Linked DNA regions of Rattus norvegicus: region 1 is linked to region 2. Evidence: chromatin contacts called from public Hi-C data. All regions are on one chromosome and are shown on one strand. The core of a region is the stretch at or near the end of the contact, and the rest is flanking DNA. Distances in the headings are between cores, read along the strand shown.

What was found. Hi-C and Micro-C count contacts between places; a contact is called where the count stands out from the background.
Region 1: a Hi-C map of liver shows a contact between it and region 2, with 2.5 times the contacts expected there. The contact joins the enhancer-like site here to the promoter of Stard10 in region 2. A contact is called at or near these places in 6 of 12 Hi-C or Micro-C datasets (Schwann cells, frontal cortex, kidney and 2 more).

What each region holds. Positions count from the first base shown.
Region 1 is chr1:165,187,346-165,193,384 of GRCr8, reverse strand. All of the region lies in intron 3 of Arap1 (ArfGAP with RhoGAP domain, ankyrin repeat and PH domain 1), which reads right to left. Among named protein-coding and RNA genes, the nearest start is that of Arap1, 30 kb to the right of the region's middle. Within about 2 kb of position 1,759, at least 70 of the 93 cell types and tissues checked have an H3K27ac peak or open chromatin away from gene starts, as enhancers often do. A contact at or near this core is called in kidney and liver, where this site is marked.
Region 2 is chr1:165,131,194-165,138,235 of GRCr8, reverse strand. It overlaps Stard10 (StAR-related lipid transfer domain containing 10), which reads right to left and starts at 3,499. Exons shown (of 7, transcript NM_001013069.1): 1 at 3,403-3,499; 2 at 2,926-3,245. The coding sequence starts at 3,132.

The DNA of each region.
Region 1 (6,039 bases), core at 510-3,009, 57 kb before region 2:
ATAAAATGACCCCAAACCATGGATCCCCCTTTTGCTTAAAACTCACTTCACCCTCCAGGAAATCCACCCAAATGTGGATTTCACCCTCTAGTTAACAGCCTGGTGGGCCTCCATACCACTCCAAGACCTGAGCCCCACAGACCAATCCTGTTGTGGTGGGCAAGAGGCAGGTAGCATCTGCTCTGTGTATTTCCTGGGTCTGACTCTACTGTCTCCCTGAGGACAAGAAGAGCAGGTCAGCCCATGGCGAGCTTTCAGACAGATCCATGACCCCTCCCCCACACTTCTGGTGACCAGTCCAAAGTAGAGGCCATAATATGTTCCCAGTGACCCAAGGGGTGCTGGGTTCATTAGGGATTCCTGATAACTGGAAGGAGGGGAGGGCAACCTCACACTCAGCATGCACCCACCAATCACCCAGACACCACGGGAGGAACCATACAAATGAAATGCCAGCCCTCTTTAGGTAGGTCCCTGTCACCTTGGGCTGGGGGTATGGGAATTTAGACACATAGCATTCTTGAACTTAACACACTAGCCTAAATTCCCTTGGGGAGCCAAGGGAATTGCCTTATGGTGCAGGAAAGTGGGAATGAATGCCAGAAGAGAGCAAGGAGCAGAGGACCCTCCTACACAAACACAAATGCACATGGACACACACACACACACACACACACACACACACACACACACACACACACTCACCCCAACAACAGTCTGTGGGGCAGGTCTGACAAAGGCTCAGAAAACAGGCATTTAGGATCACTAGGAAAGGCTGATGTGGAGACAACAGAGAGAAGGAAGGAGAAGGGGGACAGTGTTAGAAAAGAGCAGAACAAAACAAACAAACAAACAAAAAAAAAAAAAACAGGAGAAGCCGAGAAACGGTCCTGGAACTGTCTGAGCAAACCAAGGGAAAGCACAGCATCCTGGAAAAGCAGCTCAGAAAGTGACAGTCACACAAAGAGTGACTCATCCTCCAACCCTCCCACCTGCCCAACACCCTAGCCAGGGCTGCCCCTCACTCACCCTCAGAGGCCTGCTGAATCCTGTCTTGGGCCTGAGAACGCCTAAGGCTCCAGCCAGGTGGAGCAGTATGTGCCAGGGTGCCCTGTGTCTGCCGGTGGAAGCTTGTGTGGGCTCTGGCTGGTCCTGTGGCCAGAGCCCCTATTGTTGGCTGTGTCTGGGTCTGTTCCCTTGGATATGTGAGCCCCAGGTATGTCTATGTATACCTATGGGGAGTGTCTCTGAATGTGTGTAAATGTGTGTGTGTGTGAATATAATCATAAGTCTGTCCGGGAGGGAAAGAGATTGCGTGAGTGTATAAGTGTGTGTGAGTGTGTGTGTGTGTGTGTGTGTGTGTGTGTGTGTGTGTGTGTGTGTGTGTGTATCCAGCTCTGGTCTTTGCTTCCTGCTCTCTGCCTCTCTTACCCCCTCCCCGCCCCCCTTCAGCCTAGGCCAACACACTTCCTGAAAACACTGAGAGAGAAAGAGAGAAACGTCACCCATAATCCCCTGGGACAGATACTTCCTCCCCGCCCCTCAGGCCACGCCAGCACCAGCCAAAGTAAAATGGGGCAATTAGCCCTGTCAGCTGGTCCCCTGAGGCCTCACAGGGTACCAGTCCAGGAAGCCCTGATTCTGGCTAGCCCTTATATGAATCCTCCACCCTAACCTCCTGAAAGAGGCCCAAAGAGGCTGCAAAATAGGCTCCCTGAAGGGACAGTTTCTGCCCCAGCAACAGGTGATCAGTCTTCAGAAAGACCACGGATTGGCTGAGCGGCAAGGCATTCTGGGGCACTGAAGGGAAACCTTGCAAGGTGTGACTCCTGACAGTGGCTGGCCACTCTGGGCAAATACTTCCTTTCCCTCAAATACCTATAGGTATCCGAGTATCAGAGGAGGAAGCTGAGACCCACAGGGAGTTGGAAGGGGCTGTGTGGAGTGGCTCTGGGACCCTTGATCAGAAACAATCCCTCTGTGATCCAGAGAAGCAAGTCCTGAGGGTTTTGTCTCTGACATCTGAAGCTGAGTGGACAGGGCCAGGAGGCAGGATCTGAATGCTGGTTTCCTCTCTGGGGTGGAGTGGCTTTGGGCAAGTTTCCCTGCAGCCAATTCATAGGCATGGGCTGAAATAGTCAATGTTACAGATGCAGAGGTAAAGTGGGGTCTTCAGGATGTGTGTGAGCCTGCCTCTAAAAGCCCTCAGTTTGACCAGGCAGGAAGGAGGGAGCCCCATCTTTCCTTGTTTTCTGGTTTGCTTACAGCTTTTCTGTAGCCTAGAAGACTATCAGCCTCTTGCTTGTCACCATCCCCACAGATGGGATGACAGGAATTAAGGAGAAGGCTTTGGAGTGATGCGCTCAGGGTCCCTGAGCTCTATGGCCAGTCTGAACCTAGGCCTGCTCACATCATCTGAAGACGTCCAAGCTCAGCACCCACAGTGTGAAATCCCCTGGCATCACTGGCCTTTCCTCTCCATGACATGTCAAAGGGGCCTATTAGGTACTGCTTGCCAGGCGTTCAATAGTAAAGGAAACACTGACGAAGATCCCACAGCCCTAGGAGAGCTGACATTCTAATGGTGCCTGGCAGCATATGCACACACATATGTGCACAGTGACTCACACTTGACAGTACACAAACACTAAACGTGCCAATCTGCTTACCCAAACAGCATCTGCACACTATTAACAATGCGAACTGGCACTGCCAGCCCCACAGCAGCAATACGCTCAGGCTTGTGCATATGCCTACTCAGCCCGGGGGACCCGGATATACTGACCTGTCACCCGTACAGATCCCTGTACCTATTAGGACCAAGCATGGCCACCTGTAGAACCAACACAAATATGCACCACCCTGACAGCTGGCCAAATGTGCATATGTGTACCTACACATGTGTACAGACATGCAGACAGGCAAAACACCCATACACATAAAGTAAAAATTAAAAACAAAACAAAACAAAACCAGTGGCTGGAGAGATGGCTCAGAGAGCACTGAGTGCTTTTCCAGAGGTCCTGAGTTCAATTCCTAGTCAAATTCCCAGATGGTTCACAACCATACGATGCCCTCTTCTGGTATGTCTGAAGACAACGACAGTGTACTCATATACATATTTTTTAAAAAACCTAAAGCCTTTGTCTATCCATGAGCTGAGGACCGCAGATGCCTACGACTATCGAGGCCTCATCCCCAGGACAAAGGACGCCAGGCCTGGCACCACTTTGCCCTAAGGAATGGCCCCAAACTGTGCAAATCAAGATGTCTCTTTGCAACCTGTGGCTCCACATCCAGGAGTCAACAAACTGCAGATCCAAAAGTGTGCAGCAAACCCACATCTATCCTGAATACATGAGGCTTCTTTTCCTTGTCCCTATTCCCTGACAAATCCGGTATGGTAGTTATCTACAGACAATTCGCAGTGTATGTGGCACTGTAAGTAATGCCCAGAAGATTTGTAGTACAAGAGATGGGGCTGGAAACACAGACCAGTGGGAAAGAGCTTGCCTAGCATATGCACAGCCCTGAGTTTGATCGACCCTAAAGCACAGAAAAACAAACAAACAAACAAACAAACAAGGCAAAAAAGCATGAAGAATGCATACAGATTTCTTGCAAGTATTACACCATTTTATAATTTGCCCCAACCCCATTCCTACTGAGGGGCCAGATGTCTTATTTAGAGGCCTTGACTCCCCCCATACACTAGCCAAGTACCTGTGTCCGGACTGTAGCTCTGAGAGTGGGCCTTGTATCCTGGGGCCCAGGGCTGTGGGCATGATTTTTATTTACCCTGAAGGTTTCCTGAACAGGTACAAGTGTCAGGAGACCCACAGAGGGCCCAGATAGGTCAGACAGGGCATCAAGGGCAGAGGGCAGAGGGCAGAGGGCAGAGGGCAGAAACCCCATCCTTGTTTTTTTCCTGATTTACTTACACCTTGGTCTATACCCTAAAATCTTATCCCAGGTGAATTCTTCCCCTTGTCCTCTTCTGAAGGCCTCTCCCTTCCCAAAACATCTCCAGAGGGTCAGCCTGGTGAAGTGGAAACTTAAGGGTTTCTTTGGAAAGTCAGTTGTGTCAGATGGTGCTTTGCTGGGGCAAACATGTAAAAGAGTGTTTTCCTGAAGCAGACACAGGTAAAAAGACATTTTGCTAAAACAGACAGGTAAAGGAATCTTTCACTGGAGCGGACACGGGTGAAAGGACGTTCTGCTAAAGCAAGCACGTGAAAGGGTGCGTGATGACGGATTCTTTGCTAACCACAGACACGTATTCTCGTCCACCTTACATAGCATTGTTGAGCTCTATTTGTCACCAAGAAAGACACCAAAAATCTTCTCAGAGGATCCTGTGGCTTCTTGCCGCTTCCACAGACTTGGGACAATTGACCGGGTGATGTCAGCAGATACAGACTGGTGTAGAGTTTTTGAAGATAGACTCATGTGAAGACACACGGTGAGGTAAGACCCGTGGAAGACACGTGACGTTTGGAGTCATAAATAGGAATTATACATAGGGCTCAATGGACAGTGACAGGGGCTTGACTTGCTTTTTACAGTGCTTCTTGTTCTCTGCTTCACTGAGAGGCACAGCCAAGAATTTCCCGTGTCCCTCCTGCTGACTCATGCCGATTCGGCTGAGGCCTGGCTGTCCCTGCTGGGTCAAGCCACCGCTGCCCATTCATGTTTACTATCCTGGCTCTACCAAACTGGACTGCTAATATATTTGTAAAATGTTCACGGGTAGATGGAGCTGCCGCCGGTGATTTCTGTAAACTGGACTGCTGATTCCTAACAACGCACGCAGATGAGATTTGCTCCAGAAAACAATTTCTAAACAGGTCCACTGCTCCTATATACTAATAACCTTTCTTTTCCACTACCTCTGGTATATGGTGGGCTTGAAGGGAGGTTAAAACGTTTAAAAAAACCATCATTAAAATTAAGGTAAAAAAATTAAAACCTACACTCTGGGTTGGGAGAAGGAAGGAGAGAACGGATGTGGGGTGGTATATCCAGGGTATTCCAGCAACTTTGAGTCTGCTTTGGCTCACCCTCATTCTCTCTCTCTCTCTCTCTCTCTCTCTCTCTCTCTCTCTCTCTCGTCTCTCTCTTTGTCTCTGTCTGTCTCTGTCTCTGTGTCTCTCTCTGTCTCTTTCTCTGTCTCTCTCTGTGTCTCTCTCTGTGTGTGTCTCTCTCTGTCTCTGTCTCTCTGTCTCTCTCTGTCTCTGTCTCTCTCTTTGTCTCTGTCTCTCTCTGTCTCTGTCTCTGTGTGTGTCTCTCTGTCTCTTTGTCTCTGTCTCTGTGTATGTCTCTCTCTGTCTCTTTCTCTGTCTGTCTCTCTCTCTGTGTCTCTGTCTCTGTCTCCGTCTTTCTCTGTCTCTCTGTCTCTCTCTGTGTGTCTCTCTCTGTCTCTCTCTCTGTCTCTGTCTCTGTCTTTCTCTCTCTGTCTCTCTGTGTCTCTCTCTGTCTCTGTCTCTCTGTCTCTGTCTCATGCTTGCACTCTCCCCTGCATGCAGGAGAATGGCCATTAGAGGGTGCAATAGCACCAAGAACAATGAATCTATACTGTGGTAACAGGGTCCTGAGGATGCAGGAAAAACATCTTGTGCTTTTTTTCCCCATCAAGTACATCTCATAACTTTAGACCCGGTTTGGCCTAGAAGGTCCCCTGACTCAATGCTACTCTCCCATGGAGAAAACCTCACAGACTTTCCCCGCAAGTGTGTTCCCTGCCCCCACTTCCCATCGCTACCACGTACCTGCATGGACCCAGTTAGCCCTTCCCTCCATGCCCCAAGCTCCAGGATCCCAGCTTGAAATCAGAACACAACCCCCACCTCCCACAGAAGGCTGCAGAGATCAGCAGAATCCCCAACACCATCCAGCAGTGACAAGGACAAGAGACCTGTGACAGCACATCCCTTTAAAAATCCAGCGGAACTTCATTCCCCCAAATATATGACAGCCTGTCTTTAGATGCCTCTCTGGCTGGCACCAGAGCAAACAGCTGAAAGGGAGGAAGAAGTGGAG
Region 2 (7,042 bases), core at 2,250-4,749:
GTTCTCTGCTTGTTCTCTGCCATCCATACTCAACATCTGCTCTGGTACAAGGGGCCTAGACTTGCAGGAGGAACTGTTTGCCTCCTGTCCACTAACCCAGAGCCCAGTACAGGCCTGAAGCCAGAGCAGGCCAGAGGCCAGGGGGGAGGGAAAGAGTAGGGGTAGCCTCCATTAGCCTCTTTTATTTGTCCTAGCTGTCGGCTGGGCCCAGAGCCATGGTGGCTTCCAGGGACCTTTGGACAGAGATAGGGAGAAGAGCAAGGTAAAATCGATGAAGAAAATAAGGCACCCCCCTATACACGCACACATGTATACACACACACACACACACACACACACACACACACACACAGGCACACACACAACAGCACAGGATGCAGGAGAGGGGGGAAGAAAGGGGAAGAGAGGAACCAGAGTTTCAACAAACAATTGAGGTTAAGTCCCAGTTTCCTGCAATGACCCAATGATCCCTGGGATTCTGGTTTCTACCTGATGTATGACCTTGGCAAGAGTCACTCACCCCTCTGGGCCTCAGCTTTGTCATCCATCAAACAAGAGTAGGATGATGGGAACATAGTGTCCTTCAGTTCTTCAAAGAGTTATTGATGGGGTTAAAGGCCAGTGTTGCCCAAGGATGCAAATTCATCAGAGAGGGCAGCAGCACTGGAGCATGCTGACCCGGGTTGCACTCCTACCAGTTGTAGGGTGAGCTTTCTTTTGGTCTGTTTCTTTCTTAGTAACACAGAGGCAAGCTGAAGACTCTCCAGGACTAGCCTGAGGCTAAATCAGATAACCAAAAGAAAATGCTTCGATGGGAGGAGGGTGTTTATCAGAAAGAGGCTAACTGTGGCAACTAGAAGTCCTGGAATCTGGGGACGGGAAGCTCAGAGACCTCAGCTCATCTCCCAGAGTTCCATCTGTGCTGAGAAGACCAGACATGGAGCCTGGCCACTGGTGATATCTATAACTAAGGTGCCAGTCTCTTCCCTGGGCCTAGGTTCTGCCTCCCTCCTCTACTGTGGGAAATGGGGCTGAGGCAGTATGGGAGAAAAGTTAGAGACAAGATTAGACTTGGAGACTAACCCATCAGGACTCTAAGTATTCATATTCATATATTCTCTCTCTCTCTCTCTCTCTCTCTCTCTCTCTCTCTCTCTCTCTCTCTCTCTCTCTCTCTCCTTAAGCAGGTTGCACAAAAGGCTGCCTAGTACCTTAGCCTCTGTTCAGTATGTAAAGCACTGGAACCCGGTGTGTTGGAGAAAACATATGTCTTGCCCAGAAGCTCATAACACCACAGCTTCTTCAAATATTCTCCCTTCTCAAGTCTAATCTAGCCACAAGGGGTCTGCTTGAGGCAACCTAGTCTCCAGACTTGCCAACTCCTATCCATCCTGGGCAAGACTGGGTTTATTCATTAACCAAGCCAGATGGAGGAGGCAACCCCACCCTATTGACAAAGGGTGGCAGTACCCACACTCCCCCATAGACACACACACTCCCCCCCCCACACACACACACACACGCACAGATGAGAGCAGTCCCTTGGGAGGCAAACTTCCCAGCCCCTGCACACTGCTGGCTTTAAGCCTTTCTCATTCAGTCCCCCACCTTTGACTCTGTTCTCATGTCCTTCTTTCTCCAACACCACTACCCTGGTGGACACTGTGGGGAGGACCCTGAATGCAGTCAGCAACACGCTGACACTACCAGCTGCCCTTTCCGCCCTGCTCCTCAGGCTCAGACCCTAGGCTAGGCCTTGAAGAAACTCCAGCCCAGGGTCTTTAAGCCTAGGGAGAGACTCAGAGCAAGGAGGTATACAGAAACCCAGAGAGAGTCAGTCAGCAAGGGCATACAGAGAGAGTCACAGAGGGCAAAGGGACAGCAGGGAGAGCAAGCCAACCATGTGGGGACAGGTGGATCAAGCTATAAATGATTAGGACAAGGCAAAAAAAAGCACAGGGCCAGAGGGGAAAGGTCAGCACCTCAGGCTCTAGTATAAGGTCAGAAGTCACAGACCAGGCCCTAGGCAGCAGGGACCCTGCTAAGATAGTCCAACACCCTGGCCTCCAAGAGCAGGGATGCATCCCACAGACTCAGAGCTGGAGAAGGGTGCTAGGGCCTTCCAAGAGCCCTCTAAGGGGAAGTCCACACCCTGCAATGTGGCACTCACGACAAAACCACATGTGTGAGAAACAGCTACTGAGGCCCCTAGACCAGGATCTCTGCCCCATCAAACCCTAAGCTGCCCTGTCATGACGGAGAGAAGAGAATCATGGGGCCGGGAGGAGGAGAAATGGCAGTGAGGGGCTAGTGAGTATTCATTCATCTGCCTTCTGAGCTGTTTTCCCTTGACCCTAAGACCCCGCTTCCCCAACTTCACCCCTAGTATGGCTCAGGGCAAGAGAGCCATCAGGAGCTGCCAGCCACAGTCCTAAAGGCCTGCTGAAGACACGGAGCCTCACTGAGCCACAGGGCAGGGACAGGGAAGACTAGAGGAACCAAGCAGGAAGGAATCTCATCCTCTGCACACAAGAGTGCAGAGAGATGAGCAGAAGACCCATCTCAGACTAGAGAGCCCTGGGTGACAGAGGACGTGGGCCATTCACCCACCTACGGAGTCAAACGAAGGGTCCAAGCAGACGCTACTCTGAAAGACAGACCTCTGAGAAACACTATTCCCCTATGTATGCCTGGCCATCACCCATCTCCTAAACACACTGGCATGCCTAGTTAAGAGTTCCGTGAGCCAGATAAGTGGTATGGCCCATGTGTATAATGGGGGACCATACCTTCTCCTGGCTTATATTAGGAGACTGCGCCCACATGCACCCCTCTATGGGCTCCTGGTCTGAGTCGGACGAGGAGACTCCTGTGAGAGACAGTTCAGGAGGAGTGGAGGCTGCAGGTACCACAGAGCAACCCTACCTTGATCTTGTGCAGAGTTCGATCCATCTCCACAGCCTGCACCCACACAGACACACCGGCCTTGCTGTAGGTCAGGTTCCAGCCCACCTCGGCCTCACACTCTGACCGAAAACTGCGGAAGTCCTGGTCATCGGGCACCTGGACACTTTCACGGCCCAAAGCGGGCCGAGGCCCTTGGGGTTCTGTTGAAGCAGCTGGCTTTTCCATAGAGAGCGTGGGGAGGCCCGGGGCCCTGGTCCTAGTCCGACTCTCCTGGGTCCTCCGCGGAGGCTCAGACAACGTCGGCGCGGCTGCAGATGCTGACGCCACCTTCCTGGGACCTGCAAGACCGGTTTGGGGACCAGAGTCAGTGCGCTAGGGGCGCGGGTGGGGCTAGCCGGGGTCCCGGACCAGCGGACAGCTTTAGAAGGGCAGGTACTGGCCCCAGGCGGTTGTGCACCGGCACAGGACAGTCACCACCCTCCCACAAGGAGCGACCTCATACTTCCCTGGAGCGGCAGTAGGGTTGCTGCGTAGCGGGTGCAGGAGCCCGCGAGAGCCGGGCGGGACTCTGGGGATCGCAGGTGCGGGTCTGGCACGGAGTCCCCGCGCGGTGCTGGCCGGACTCGCACAACTAACTCGGCAGCAAGCTGCGCGGGGCCATGGTGGGGGCGGGGCGTGGTGGCCAAGTCTCACCTGTACGGGCTTCTCTGCCGGGGCGGGCCGGGGCCGGGGTGCGAGCTCTTCCGCCGGCGCCGCTGCCTCCGCTGCCCGGGCGACCGGGGGCCGCGCGGGGGCCCTGGGGGGAGGAGCAGTGGGTCCTGCCGCCGGCCCCGCCCCGCTCCGCGCCCCCCGCCCCGCGCGCCCCCTCCGCCCTCCTCCCTCCCGCTAGGCTCCGGGCTCCCGGGCTCCGCTCGCCTCGCTTGGTATTTTCCAGGCTGCGGAGGTAAGAGCTGCGGGAGCACCGAGCCCCGCCCCGCCCCGCCGGGTCCTAGCGCCCGCCCCCGTAAGCCCCGGAGAAGGGGCAAAGTCCGGGAGGAGCTGTAGACTAGCAGAAGACCCGGGACCAGTGAGCAGTAGCGATGTAGCCAAAAGGCAAAGTAGCCTGGGCTCTCAGAGTAAGGTTGAGGTGCCAAGAGGGATTCTGGAAGTTAACTGGGAGCTCCTTCTCTACTCCTCGCTCCCACCCTTGCAGGTAGGTACACACTTCTGCAACAGTTTGTTCACACACACACACACACACACACACACACACACACACACACCACTTCAGAGATTCAAGGGTGGGCACACACAGCCATGACAATTGAGAGCCTAACTAGCAGGGATAGGGATGACAGATCCTCAGTAACTAACTTAGAGATGTCCACAGCTTGCAAGCTCCATCAACCAAGAGCATAACGAGCCTCCTCCACACACCCAACTCAATTCCCACTAGGGTGTGCAAACCCAGCCGGAAGTTGATCCAACTTAAAAGGCTCAAGGTTCACAGGCTGGCCAGCATTTGGCAAAATTTCCACTTCAGTCTCACGCGGGCCAGAGAGGGGTCCTGAACCAGCACCCTCTCACATTGCTATTTGATAGCTTCCAAATGCACCCCTCTTTAGCTCTCACCCATGTACACACACATCCCGTAGGGTAACACTAGTACTCAAAAGCACAGGGCCCCAGAATGCTGGAGCCCCACCCCACCCCCTCCCCGGCCACCGCCACCCCTCAACAGAATAGAGTGGCCCAGAGCCCTACTCTGTAGCCTGATTTAAGATCTGTTCGCTAACTCCTCTGCCTACTTTTCCATACTGGAAGCCCTGACCCGTTGTGCCAGCTCTGTTTCATCTACTCAATGCAAGAGCAAGGACCAGGCCAGTATGAGCATGACAGTCTGGTCACTGGTCCTGGGCCACAGAAGACTTTTGATATGCTCCTCTGGAGAGAAGGAACAATAAGTGACCACCATTGACTTAGTAGTGCCAGAGTGAGAGCCAAAGTACCAAGCCTCTGCCACCCAGGGCTTCTTTCTGTGCCCTCTGCATTCTCTCCCTGGGCTCTCGTCACCTCCTATCTTCACCGTGTAGATTTCTTTTCTTACAGGTGTTAAGAGAAAACCGCGGACTCAGCACTGCAGCAGGTTCACAAATAGATGTGTATTTTTTTTTCCTGAAGTGCTCAGGGCTCTGAGATGTTTGTAAATCGCGCCCAATTTTAAAATGAGCAGGAAGCTGCCTGTGGTAGCGCAGGCCTATAACCCCAGCTACTCAGGAGACGGAGGAGGAAGATTCAAAGTTTAAGGCTTTCCCTGGGCTACATATTGAGTTCAAAACCAGCACAGGCAACAAAGTAAGACCTGCAATCGTTTTTTTGTTTTTGTTTTTGTTTTTGTTGTTTGTTTTGCTTTGTTTCTGTTGTTTTTTTTTTTAAAGGCTGAGGCTGTAACTTTGTGGTAGAGCCCTAGATTTAATCATTAGTACCACAAATAAGAAATAAATCAGTGTAAACACATAGCCATGATGGCAAGTTGCCCTGAAGGGTGTTCTACAAAGTAAGTCTAAAACAAAACAAAACCGCAGGTCCCCATCAGCCTGTGCAATTGACCTTAGATACCCAGGCCTCCCATCGGTGTGGGAGGAAGCGGTGTGGGAGGAAGCGTCAGCTAATCACACGCACGCCCTCTAAACTCACCCTCTTTAGAAGTGTCTGGGAATGAGTAGGTGGCTTTGGGCTTGAGAGGCCCCAGGCACTAACTCTCTGAACCTCCTTTGCCCATGTCCACCTTCCCCAAGCCTCAGTGTGTTTGTCATACCAACACTCCCAAGCTGGCAGGAGGCCCAAAGGGACTTTAGAAAAGCCAAGGACTGCTTTGTGAGCTGGATCTTCAGGGACTAGCCACGAGGTAGAGATAGCAGCTGTGGCCTGATGGCTTTGGGGGCCCTGATAGCACAAATCTTGGCAGATATCAGGCAACAGGATACTAAACCTCTCATGCCCACCTTCCAGTCCAGTGTGGTGGAGAGATAAGGCTGGGGTGAGAGAGCAGGAAGTGGCTGTGAAGGCAAACTGACAGGACCTCCCTAGCCCTAAGGTGCCAGTCTGAGGGGAAAACAGCCAGCTAGTGAGGAACAGATAACAGGAGCCAAGCCATCACTCACATAACCCAGATTAAGAATAAATCTTTTGGGTCTTGAGGATCAAAAATAGCAGGTGACCTGCTGGAGGATGAGCAGAAGGATGTCACTTCCTCCTGCACATTGATGTGCCCACGCTGGACCCCCATCTCATGAATTTAGGTGTCCCTGGTTCTGAGGCTCCTGACAGCCTTGTGAACATGAAAGTGGTCCCAAATCCCGTTGCACCACATCCCTGAGCAAGAGAGACAAGAGGAGTGAGCCAAGCAGATAAGGAACAAGCTTGGGGTCTGGACACCAATCCTAGGACCCAGCCACGGCTGCTTCCTACTGCCTGGCTATGGACCCGGGTTCAAATCCAAACAATACCATTTTTTAGTTCTGTGACTTGAAGTAGATCCCCACACACACCTGTTTCCTCATCTGGAACAATAACCTCTGAGAATGACAACAACGAAGGCTTTGGGCTTGGGTATACATGCCTTTCACCCTTAGATCAGTAACCAGAACTACAACCCAACCAGAGGAAGGGTAGAACAGAGAACTCATTGTCCAAACTCATTGTCTGATTTAAGAAAAAGATTAGAGAAATATCATGATGTAGTTAGATTCTGGTGTAAGATTACACAGTGCAACGGCTGGCAAAGAAAGACACTGCTGTGTCTGGTCAGTTATCTAGAACGAGAGTCTGCCCAGAATGTGTGTGTGCTACCTCTGAAAGTCCACCAGAGGCTGGGCTGACATTTTCATGGCTCCCAGCTCCAAAATATTAGCACTGAGAAAGTGCCACGGGCTGCAGAGATTCGAGTTTATATGAGGGGTAATCAGCAAGCGGAGCTCAGGGAAGGTGAGGACTCAAGGCTCAGGGCAGACATTGAGCAATCCTGGCTCTCACTTGCACCCTCATAAAGAAGACCAGTGCTTGAGGAGACTTTCAGCTCCTCAGCACTGTGGCTCTTAGAATAGAGGGGAAGCAGAGCTCACCGAGATTTATACCAGACAATGGGTGCAGGGGT